Regions from separate parts of the Mus musculus genome. Here regions 1 and 2 are each linked to region 3. A link is a contact called in public HiCAR-type data. All regions are on one chromosome and are shown on one strand. Each heading gives the region's core, a stretch centred on a gene start, on an enhancer-like site or on the middle of the called end of the contact. The rest is flanking DNA. Distances are from core to core; before and after follow the strand shown.

Region 1 (3,751 bases), core at 919-3,418, 1.4 Mb before region 3:
CTCATGTTTGGTTCCTCTGTGTCAGTTTTTATACCAGTACCATACATGTTGTTTTTATTACCACAGCTATGTGATGAATCTTAACATCTGGAACTGTTACCCTCCAGCAATGTTCTCTTTTGCTTAGGATTGTTTGGGTTCTCTGGGATCATTTGTGAGTCCATATGAGTTTTAGAATAGTTTTTTTTTTTTCTTCTATTTCTCTGAAGAGTGAGATGAGGGTTTTGGTTGGGATTTCATTGAATCTGTAAATCGCTTTCTGAAAAATGGTCATTTATGTGGAAAAAAAAATGCCACAAAATGGCCCAGTTTGGTGGTTTCATGATGCCATAGCTTATGCAGGCCAAATTGGTAAGCTCCAGGCTTAGTGAGAGGTCCTATCTCAAAATAATGTAAGGAGTGTTCAGGAAAGACCTGCATGTAGACGCAAACAAATAGACACAAAGACATATACACCTATGCATACGAGTGCACACACACACACACAGAGGGGAAGAGAAAGGAAGAAAAGGGAAGAGGGAAAAAAATGGGGGGGGGGGGAGGTCAGGGGAGGGAAAGGGAGAATGAGAAAGCTATGCTTCTGAGTCAAAAAGTAAAGACAGAAGACAAGCCTGTCCACGGGAGTGCACGAGGAGTTACCCAGGTCGCTGGAGTAAGGCCTCTCCAGAGACCAGTGTTAAGGGCAAATTTTTGGCTGGTGTCAGAACCAGAAAAAGGGAGAAAGGAGGCAGCAAAAGAAAAAAGCTGCCTTTCTGGGATCTCAAAAAACACACAAGCTTACCAGGAAGGGTCTGCTAAGGAAGGAATACATAAATGCATCTCATTACGGTTTATTTATTTACTTATTTTAGGTTTGAGGCAGGGTCTTGTGTAGCTCAAGCTTCCCTCAAACTCGATGTGAGGATGACTTTAAACTTCTCCTCAGGTCTCTACCTCCCAAGGCTAGAATTACAGGCACACACTACCAAATGGTCTTGGCAGGCACTCCGCTGTGCAATAACCCAGGTTCCTCCCATCTTAGGTCTTGTATGTTCCTTTCTACCTTCTGGCTTCAGTTCTCTCTCTTCAGATGACAAAATAGAATTTAGTCCTATGCAGGTGAAGTGCCTGCTTGTCTTCATCAAACCATGGACCAAGTCGTGTGCAAAAGGGGTTATTGGCATTAATCGTACTATGGCATTTGTAGCATAGACTGAGAGACACCACATTTGTATTCATGTCTCTAAAGGGTTTCTAGATATCTGCTGTCAGCATCAGAATGGATCTTACTGTCGCGGAGCATGCAATTTCTGTCGGAGGAAGGAAACGGGTGTGTGTTATGTCCCAAATGGTGCCTGGAAAGCAGCTAGTTTAAAATAGCCCTTTATTTGTCCCTGTGTATAATTCCCTAGCACGGGGGAAGTCCACAAACCAACCAACCAACCAACCAACAAAACCCCAAGAATCTGTGTTTGACCCACGTTGATTCACGTAGGGTTACAATCCTTTTGTTGGTGTTGTTGAGCCTAGCATAGTATCTTGGCTGTTGTGGGTGCCAAACACGACAATACTTAACAAACATCTATCTCCGCTCAAGCAAGAAACAGTGTACAAATACAAATGGAGACGCCTCACGTCCAGGAAGCAAACCAGGGAGGATAACAAGTGGCAGAAAACCATGCCTTAATGTTGAAAAAGCCTTCGCCAGGAACCTTCAACTAACTGTATACCTAAATGGGGAACAGCAACTAAAGTAGAGGTCTCAGCGGCTGGCCACCCTTCTGCAGCTGTGGTCCAACCAAGGCCAACTTAACCTGGCTTGTTTTCACAGCCAGGCAGGGTGCTGAAGCAAGGTAAACCGAGGCTCTAGAGGTCTCCAGGGCCGGACTGGACTCGGGCTGGGAGGGAAAGGAACCTTGTTCTGAGGCGTGGTCTCTCCCCCTAAGCCGCCCACCTCAGTTTCCTGTGTGGGCCCGGCAGCCTCACCCCTGATTCATCCAACAGCCCGTAGCTCGGTCCTCCAGGCAGCAAGTTTGTTTCCATGGAACTAAAACAGCTCTTTAAACCAACCCGCTCGCCAGCAGGGTTGCTCCGGCACGCAGGCGCACCCGAGGTGAGGCATGCCGGGAAGTGTAGTTTTCCCGGCCCAGCAGGGCCCTCCACTTGGGGAGGGACCCTGGCCGGAATCCCTCAGTGCTCCGGGAAACGCGAGACCACGTGACCCGGATGACGCCAAACTCCATTGTGTTTCCAGCAGAGCACGCTGGGAAACGTAGTTGCTGCCCTCTCCTCGATTGGGTCGGCTTTGCCCTAATTACTAGGCGCACCCTGCAGGAAGCAAGAAGAGGCCAAGATCAGATGTTTTCAGTTGTTGGAGAACCAGAGGACCAAATAACGTATGAACTATGAGAAACTAACAAATATTTTGTTAATGAACACAAGAATGTAAAAAAAATCAGCTCGTTCTTGTCAAAAGAATCCACTCGGTCCTCTTTCATAACGATCAGGTAGAGAGTAAGCCACGCAGACGCTACTCTCTAGTCTTCTGTCTCTTCAGCGTAGATTTTGATTCCTTGTTGACAGGTAAACGAAGCCGGTGGAAAGGGAGGAAGGAAGGGAAAGAAGGGAAAAGCCGGGGAAGGAGAAAAAAGGTGTCATGTTTTTCAGTTTTGCCTTAAAAGTGTTTACACTTCGTGAAAACCCTCCTATAGTTAAGAACGTGGTATTCAACTTCACCTGAGTTTCAGGACACAGGACCAAATGATTGGTACCCCACACAGGGCAATCAAAGCTCTTCCTTCTGGCTGAGGGAATAAACCTGATAAACCTAGTCTGAGAGTTGAGTCTGAGAGTTGTCACTTCGCAGGTGTCTTGACAGAAATGCTATTCTGATTCTTTTGGTGACTGGGGCCTCCTGAGCAGGGGGGAGGATACCTGCCCATTGAGCCACAGCTGTTAAGACATTCATAAGACTGTGAATGACCCATGAAAAGAAATGCCTTTGTTCAAAAACAACTTTAAACATAAAAATGAAAACGCATTAGTGCAAAAAAAAAAAAAAAAAAAAAAAAAGCTGGTAATTTTCAGTGTATATATGATTTCACTTCCATTCAACAAGATTTTTCTGTAGAACAGATGAAGGACACATGTATGCACTCCCCAGAAAAGCCTCAGGCTTTGGTGAGATGAGAAAATTCACAAGCTCACGTCTCCCGATTAGGCAGTAGTCAGAGAGTTAAACTGAATTAAGTCGGTGCCTTTCACTTCTTGTGTCCATCACCTGGCAAGTAAGAATTTAGGTCAAACAATTGCAAAGTTGGAGAAATGGATTTAAAATTTTCAATATTGATAATAAATTTATCAGCTAGAGATTCGGTTTCTCTTTAATTGAAAATTCATCACATTCAACATCTAATTTTGTGGTTGGTTTGGGTGGATATTTTTGTTTATTTGTTTGTTGGGTTTTTACTTTTTGAGAGTCATGTTAATATAGTCTAGGTTGGCCTTGAACTCAAGAAAATTCTCCTGTTTCAACCTCCTGAATGATAGTTTCAAACATATATTGCCATACTCTGCTTCTAATGTTGTCTTTGAAGAGACTAGACACACTTTATTTTTTTTGATCTCCCTCCAAATTTTCAACTAATTTTAAAATGTTGACTTGTGCTCGCTTCGGCAGCACATATACTAAAATTGGAACGATACAGAGAAGATTAGCATGGCCCCTGCGCAAGGATGACACGCAAATTCGTGAAGCGTTCCATATTTTTAA
Region 2 (3,556 bases), core at 1,037-3,536, 1.7 Mb before region 3:
CTGGAGTCCCCGAGAGGCTACTGTATGAAGCTATGAAAGCAAAACCCAGCTTGCAGTGGAGACCCAAGGATGTTGGAGATGTCAGAATTATGAGATGTCTGCCGAGGATGCATGCATGGTGTGGAGTTGACTCAAGAGAGAGGCTATGAGGCTGGAGAGCTGACTTGCTTAAGAACACTTTGCTTCTCTTACAGAGGCTCTGTGTTTGGTTCCTAGCACGTCTGCGACAGTTCAAAATGGTCTATAACTCCAGTAGAACTCCACTTCCAGGGGGAATCCAGTGTCTTCTAGTATCTAGTTCTAACATACTTTTCACTAGCATTGGGATTGTCAAAGATTATGGGGACTTTTGAAGTTGTACTAAATGTATCTGTATCATGAGATGGCTAGGATCCTAGAAGGTAATTGTTTAATAGTAACACTGACTGTCAGGTTGACAAGGGGTAGAGTTGTGAAGAAGGTTAATTTTGTCAACTGAATGGGATTTACAAAGACCTTGGAGACAAATCTGGAGACATGTCTGGGAGTGATTTTCTAGATTAAGTTAACTAAAATAGAAAAAAAACTCACCCTAACTTCCAAACCAGATAAAAATGGAAAGAGGGAGCTGAGCCCTAACATGCACCTCTCTTTGCTTCCTGTCTACAGCTGAAAACTGACCTGCTGCCTCAGGCTCTGCTGCCATAAATACCCTGCCACAATGGACGATATGTTGGAATTGTGAGCCAAAACAAACCTTTCCTTAAGTTGTTTGTCCCAGGGTATCATCACAGCATAGGACAAATAACTCCTATACCAAGGGGCACACCACAACATCCAAAACATACATGGTATGCCTTAAATGCTTATTAGCTAACTATTGCCCTGCTACTCAGTATTACCCAGACTTTCCTGGCCCTTCCAAATCTACCTCCATACCTCAAAGCAGCTCACCAGTCCATTTTCCCAGTCCTCTCTTTACAAATAGTCCGTATCTTGTAGCTAGGTGTATTTGCTTAGATATCCAAGTGTTTCTGTCTAGGGTTAAAAAAATTGTTACCCTTTTACCTTTGGATTGTAGCTTCTTGATGTGAATAGCAGGGTTTTGTATAAGATAAACAATTAGCTTCCTTTTCGGTCTTGAAATTCTTTGATTTCATGCATCCTATCCAGCTTTCCTCAAAATATTTGCTAGAAAATTAATCTAATAAAATAAAATTGAGTCAGTGCCAAAGATCATTCTAAGTAAAATTCTGAAGTTAGCAGCACGCACGCACGTGCACACACACACGCACACACACACACACACACACACACACACACAAAACTCATCTGCTGTCTGGTTAGCTTTAAGGGCTGACACCTCATAACATTTCAGCGTTTCGAAGCTGTTACAAGTATTATCAATGGGTTTAATTTGCTTTTTTAAAACCCCTTCCTTTGTGTAAAGACAAATGGAAATTCTTCAAAATGAACTAAGTTATGAGAAAGAGTGGAAGCTTGAGCAAAATTCTCTTCTAACGTCATTGTGGAACCAGTCCCCAGAGACATGGGGGACTTGGAGAGCACCTCAAGTCAGTGCCGACCTGGTCCTGCAGGTACCAACTGGGAACATCATGTTGGTAGGTATTTTTATATTGTTTTTTTTTTTTTTAGACTTCGTCTGATTAAGGCTTCCACCAAGAACAGGATTTCCTTTGACTGTCGTGTGTTTTGTTTCAATGAGCAGGTGTTGTTACTACCTACAGGGCCCAAGTCGGTGGTCTAAGAGGAAGGGGGAAAGCCATTTGTCTCTTCTGGAATCAAGCTAGTTGGTCCTTGAAGCGAAATTGCGGAGGCCCGAGATGGTTCAAAATTGAACAGGATGGGGTTTGAAACTGTTGCAGGGGAAGGTGTGCGTGACAGCCACCTGACACGCCTTTGATGTGCCGCCTCTCTTGGCCAGTTAGCTCTGAATCTCTAACAGTCTCTGGACTCTAGGGCGTTATCCTTGCCCCTGGCCAATTCCTGCGGTACCCACCCGGCCATTCCCTCTCCTGCCTCTGGGATCCCGCGCTCCCATCCCCCTCTCCCTTTCTTCCTCCACTCCCCGTCCCCCCGCCCCTCTCGCCCCCTCCCTTTTCTCTCCATGCCCTCCAGCCCAGCCCACTCCGCTTTCTCATTCCATTTTTTAGGCACACAATCTCGCTCACGCTGCAAACGCCCACAGCCCCCTCCTCCGTGGGCGGCACCGCGGGCCGGCTGCTCGCAGTTGCGCAGGCGCGCTGAGCGGCAGGCGAAGGGGAGGGGGTGCTGGCGGGCTCCGCGCAGGCGCGCGCTGCTCAGCTGGGCACGGCTTGGCACCGGAGTCTTTCCCTCGCTCTGTCTAGGCTGCCGAGCTTCTCCTGGTGTAGAGGCGCTCGTCTGCACCATGTTTCTCCACTCAGTCAACCTCTGGAATCTGGCGTTCTATGTCTTCATGGTGTTTCTGGCGACCCTGGGGCTGTGGGATGTCTTCTTCGGCTTCGAGGAAAACAAGTGCAGCATGAGCTACATGTTCGAGTACCCCGAGTACCAGGTACGGCCCTCCCTTACCTGCGCGCCCACACCTCCCGGGCTTCTCTCGGGCTCAGATGGAACGCTCCGACTCGGAGCTCTCCTGGCACTCGAAGTCTCCTGCTTCGTGCTGGGCAGGGCATCCTCGCCTCCGCGACCCCTCGTCCCCCACCCAGACTCCGGACCCCGACTTCTGACCGCCAGAGAGCCAGCTCTGGTCCCTCTCCCCAATCCTTATACTTCCCGGACCCTCCTTTGCTTGCAAGGAGATGATTTCTCTTCGCGCCCAGTGATGGGCGTGCGTCAGATTTCGCTTTTCTGGAAAGAAGCAGCGTCTTGCAGAGTTGCCAAAGCTGATTTAAAAAAGAGGCTCTGAGGTTTTACCTCTGGGTGAAGTGACAGACTGGCCTGATTAATAATTAAACTGAAAACTATCTAGTTTTCCTCCGGTGGAGAATTTTGCCGATCCACCTGTTCTGTAGGTTTTGAGTCCGTGGGTGTGTGAGTGTGCGTACCTGTGTTTTCGCATGCCTCTGAACAGTCAGTGACCTGCATAATCGATTACGATATCTGTTATAATCGGTTGCATGTACATTCTGGTGTTATTTTGTCTTCTCACTGGGTTTAACAGGATCTGCCTCCTCTTTCATCGCCCCCCCCCACCTCCTCTGTTCTAATTTGAATGCTTTCATTAATTGCTTCATTTGTTCCGCGTAGTAGAATCTAAAATTTCATTCATGACCAGCAGTAGAAAGAGATGATAACAAATTACACAGCTGTCAGGAGAAATTCCCTTTGGTGATATTTTTCTTGAGATTTCTAAATGAATCTAAATTTTGGAATATCTATTATAATAACTCCTATAAAATATGCATAATACATTTTGATAAGGTGCATTCTTAGTATACTTTTAGGATCATAGCAGATTTTTTTTTCTGTCGATAAAGAATGAAAATCAGGATTGAGTCTGTGTACAGGTCCTTATAGAGGGAGCCTGTTTGATGCTCTCTTATTTACATTTAAAAACTGAAGTTTAAGTTGC
Region 3 (3,657 bases), core at 866-3,365:
TAGAGGAGGAGGGCTGACCAGCACACTGACAGCCAGGGGAGGAGAGTGGGGATAGAACCAACAACAGAAACACAGAAACAGTGTGTACAGAACTGCCACAATGAAACTCATAGCTTAGTATCCAACAAAAGACAAAAATGAGTGATAGAGATCATTTAGAGATCTAGCTGACATATAATTGAATTCAATTGCATTTGAAGTACAATTGAAGCATTCGGCATAGGACTCAGAATAATCAACTATACAATACATTTGAAAGTTCTCTTCTTAAAGAAATGCTGTTGAGACAGAGAAAACCACCCAACTGCTAAACTGGCACTGCAATGTTAGGAACACAGGACAGCACCAGAGGAGCAAAGGAAGGCTAAGTTCAATGGCATTAGCCAATCACATCAACCAAGGCACACCCGCCCCTTTCCTTCCAGAAACTCTCCGGATCTCCCTCCAGGTTTGTGGAATCCGCTCCTCTTGACTGCATGACCTTGTCTCCAATCCCTTTTGCTATCCCAGGACTGGATCTAGGAAAGGGAGACCTCAGATCAGTACTGTCCAATTTGGTCCTGGCACTTTACATGTTGAAATGTGGAGTGAAATAGGGACAAGCTGAACCACAGTAATGACAGAATCTTTCTAGATGAAGTTAACTTTGTTAATATACATGCCTCTAAATTATTGTTCCCAAATAATTTAGAATTTGCCATCATCAAGAAGCAACAACAATGATTATGTGAGCAGATGCTATTATTCACCACAAAAGAAAAAAGAGAAGCAAGGCAACTTCTACATGTAACAAAAATACCTGAGTATCGTTGGTGCTTTCTGCTAAAAAGGCACTATTCTTTTTAAGATGTTTTGTTTTGTTCTGTTTTTTGAGACAGGACTTCTCTGTGTAGCCTTGGCTATCCTGGAACTCACTCTATAGACCAGGCTGGCCTTGAACTTAGAAATCCCTGCCTCTATCTCCCAAGTACTGGGATTCAAGGCGTGCGCCACCATGCGCGGCTTAAGATGTGTTTTTAACTATGTATATATGTATGCCCATGTAAGTACAAGTGTCCAATGGATCCAGAAGAAACTATCAGATTCCTTGGAGACGGAGTTAAAGGTAGTTATGAGCCACACGGGAAGCAGAACTTTGTCCTCTTAGCCAGTCCTTTAAGAGCAGTATAGGCTCTTAAAACCGCGGAACCATCTCCCTAACTCCACTGGTAACTACTCATTTAGAACTAAGAAACATTCTATGCCTTTGCAGGAACCTTCCACAACAGACTGTAAGGCATAAGAAACGTGCAGACGGAACAAGGGTGCGTTCCACGTCTGAGATGCTCCTAGACTGCACAGATGTCTAACAGCACACATTTCATCGCCCAAAAGTACTTCAGTGAAGAGTTCCACAGGGGGGAAATTGAAGTTTTTGCGTATGGTACTGGGGAAAAGGAATTACACTAGCCAAAGCTCCTAAAATGGGTGCTACCACATTTCCTTCTGCCAAGGTCCGATTGCAGTGAGAGACACTCTTAGAAAGTTAATATCTGCACTGCTCCGGTCAAGCCACGCTAAATGGTCACAACATTATTCTGTGAGTTCCAATTGCCTGCGCTGCTACTACTGCTAGCTGAAATAATCAAGTTCCTTACCCGGAGCCCAGGTACACAACCTGTCATTTCTGTGTGACTTAAGAAAATACCCTACACAGTAAATCAGGTGGCACGTCCCCACACAGCGCCCAGTTCCAAGAAAGAAAATAAATAGGAGACAAACGGAGGGGGGAGAAAGTTGTGGGACGTCAAGGCCTAACAGATGCTAGAGGACGGAAAATGAAGGTGCTGTTGCAAGAAAAAGAGCAAAGTCAGAGGACGCATGTCGTTGCGATCGCCGCTGAGGTCGCCGCGGGGCAGCAAAGCAGAGGCTGCCATACAAAGGCGACTAGATCTGCGAGACCTGCGGGGACACTTGTGAGCCTTTTCCCCCAAGCCGGCCCTTAGCTCTGCCTTGCTCACCAACTCACCTCGACAGGAGCCGCCACGCATATGGCTGCCCCATGGCCTAAAAACCCAAGAGCAGAAGAAGCAGAGTGTAGTGGTTCCACCGGCTCTGGTAGTTAGACCCGCCCACAGCCCCGCCCACAGCCGATGAGAGCAGAGGAGAGCCGGGGTCACTGATGACAAGTCCTCCGGTGGGCCAGAGCGGCCCAACGCCTACACTTCCGCTGCGCTACGCTCACGGGCCCGGCCGGGCGGGGCGGGGCGGGGCAAAACAGGAGCAGTTAGGAAACCAGCAAGAGCAGTGGGCAGGGCCACACTAGACAGGGCCAGGCCGGGTAAAGGTGGGGCGGGTCCTGGCTAGGGGCGTTAACTAGTGAGGGGAGGAGGAAGAGGAGGAGCCAAGACGAAAGCTGAGAGGTGAGTAACCAAAGCAAAGAGAAAAGTAGAAAAACTTATTTATAATAGCCAGAAGCTGGAAAGAAGCCAGATGTCCTTCAACAGAGGAATGGAGATAGAAAATGTAGTACATTTACACAATGGAGTACTACTCCGCCATTAAAAACAATGACTTCATGAAATTCTTAGGCAAATGGATGGAACTAGAAAGTATCAATCCTGAGTAAGGTGACCCAATCACAAAAGAACACACAGTATGGATATGAGCCCAAAGGCTCGGCAAGATACAATTCACCGACCACAAGAAGCTCAAGAAGAAGGAAGACCAAAGTGTGGGTGCTTTGGTCCTTCTTAGAAGAGGAAATAAAATACCCACAGGAGGAAATACAGAGGCAAGTGTGGAGCAGAGACTGAAGGCAAGGCCATCCAGAGAATGCCCCACCTGGGGATCCATTCCATATATAGTCACCAAACCCAGAGACTTTTTATTGTAGGTGCCAACAAGTGCTTGCTGACAGGCGCCTGATACAGCTATCTCCAGAGAGGCTCTGTCAGAGCCTGACAAAGAGGTGGATGCTCACAGTCAACTATTGGACTGAGCACAGGGTCTCCAATGGAGGAGTTAAAGAAAGGAATGAAGGAGCTGAATTGGTTTGCAACTCCATAGGACAAACAACAATATCAACCAACCAGAACCCCCAGAGCTCCCAGGGACTAAACCACCAACCAAAGAGTACACATGGAGGGACCCATGGCTCCAGGTGCATATGTAGCAGATGATGGCCTTGTCAGGCATCAATGGGAGGAGAGGCCCTTGGTCCTGTGAAGGCTGGATGCCCCAGTGTAGGGGAATGCCAGGATGGGGAAGCCAGAGAGGGGGGTTGGTTGGTTGGGGGAGCATTGTCACAGAAGCAGGGGGAAGGGGGAGGGGATAGGAGGTTTCCATAGGAGAAGGAAAGGAAGAGAGGGGATAACATTTGAAATGTAAATAAAGAAAATATCTAATAAGAAATTTCAAAAACCTTTAAATATAATTTTTTTACTACCACATTTAATGTAAAAAGATTGCATTGCCTTTTCTTTGTAATATTGAGAAACAATAAATACGGTAGTGGTTTTTACTTTAAAAAATGGAAAGGAAAGGAGTTTGCTCCCTAGACTAGGCTGTCTTGAAATGCCCAGTTGATTATCTATGTTTGGCTTTTAAGTTTAATCAGCAGGTATTAATTGATCTGAAGGAGTTTGTGTAATTTTTTTTTTTTTTTTGGTTTTTTGA

The links. HiCAR-type assays count read pairs that join an accessible place to other places.
Region 1: a contact with region 3 is called in a HiCAR-type map of astrocytes, with 2.9 times the contacts expected there. The contact joins the promoter of Ccdc150 here to the promoter of Hibch in region 3. A contact is called at or near these places in 2 of 39 promoter capture datasets (hippocampal neurons and liver) and 1 of 115 datasets of contacts at active chromatin or transcription factors (astrocytes).
Region 2: a contact with region 3 is called in a HiCAR-type map of astrocytes, with 4 times the contacts expected there. The contact joins the promoter of Pgap1 here to the promoter of Hibch in region 3.

What each region holds. Positions count from the first base shown.
Region 1 is chr1:54,249,100-54,252,850 of GRCm38.p6, reverse strand. It overlaps Ccdc150 (coiled-coil domain containing 150), which reads right to left and starts at 2,168. Exons shown (of 28, transcript NM_030025.2): 1 at 1,966-2,168. The coding sequence starts at 2,022. Gm51622 (a long non-coding RNA gene) reads left to right here and starts at 2,238. Exons shown (of 3, transcript XR_003947818.1): 1 at 2,238-2,562. It overlaps Gm25829 (a small nuclear RNA gene), which reads left to right and starts at 3,643; the gene lies at 3,643-3,749.
Region 2 is chr1:54,556,414-54,559,969 of GRCm38.p6, reverse strand. Pgap1 (post-GPI attachment to proteins 1) reads left to right here and starts at 2,286. Exons shown (of 27, transcript NM_001163314.2): 1 at 2,286-2,536. The coding sequence starts at 2,390.
Region 3 is chr1:52,843,496-52,847,152 of GRCm38.p6, reverse strand. It overlaps Hibch (3-hydroxyisobutyryl-Coenzyme A hydrolase), which reads right to left and starts at 2,115. Exons shown (of 14, transcript NM_146108.2): 1 at 2,009-2,115. The coding sequence starts at 2,043.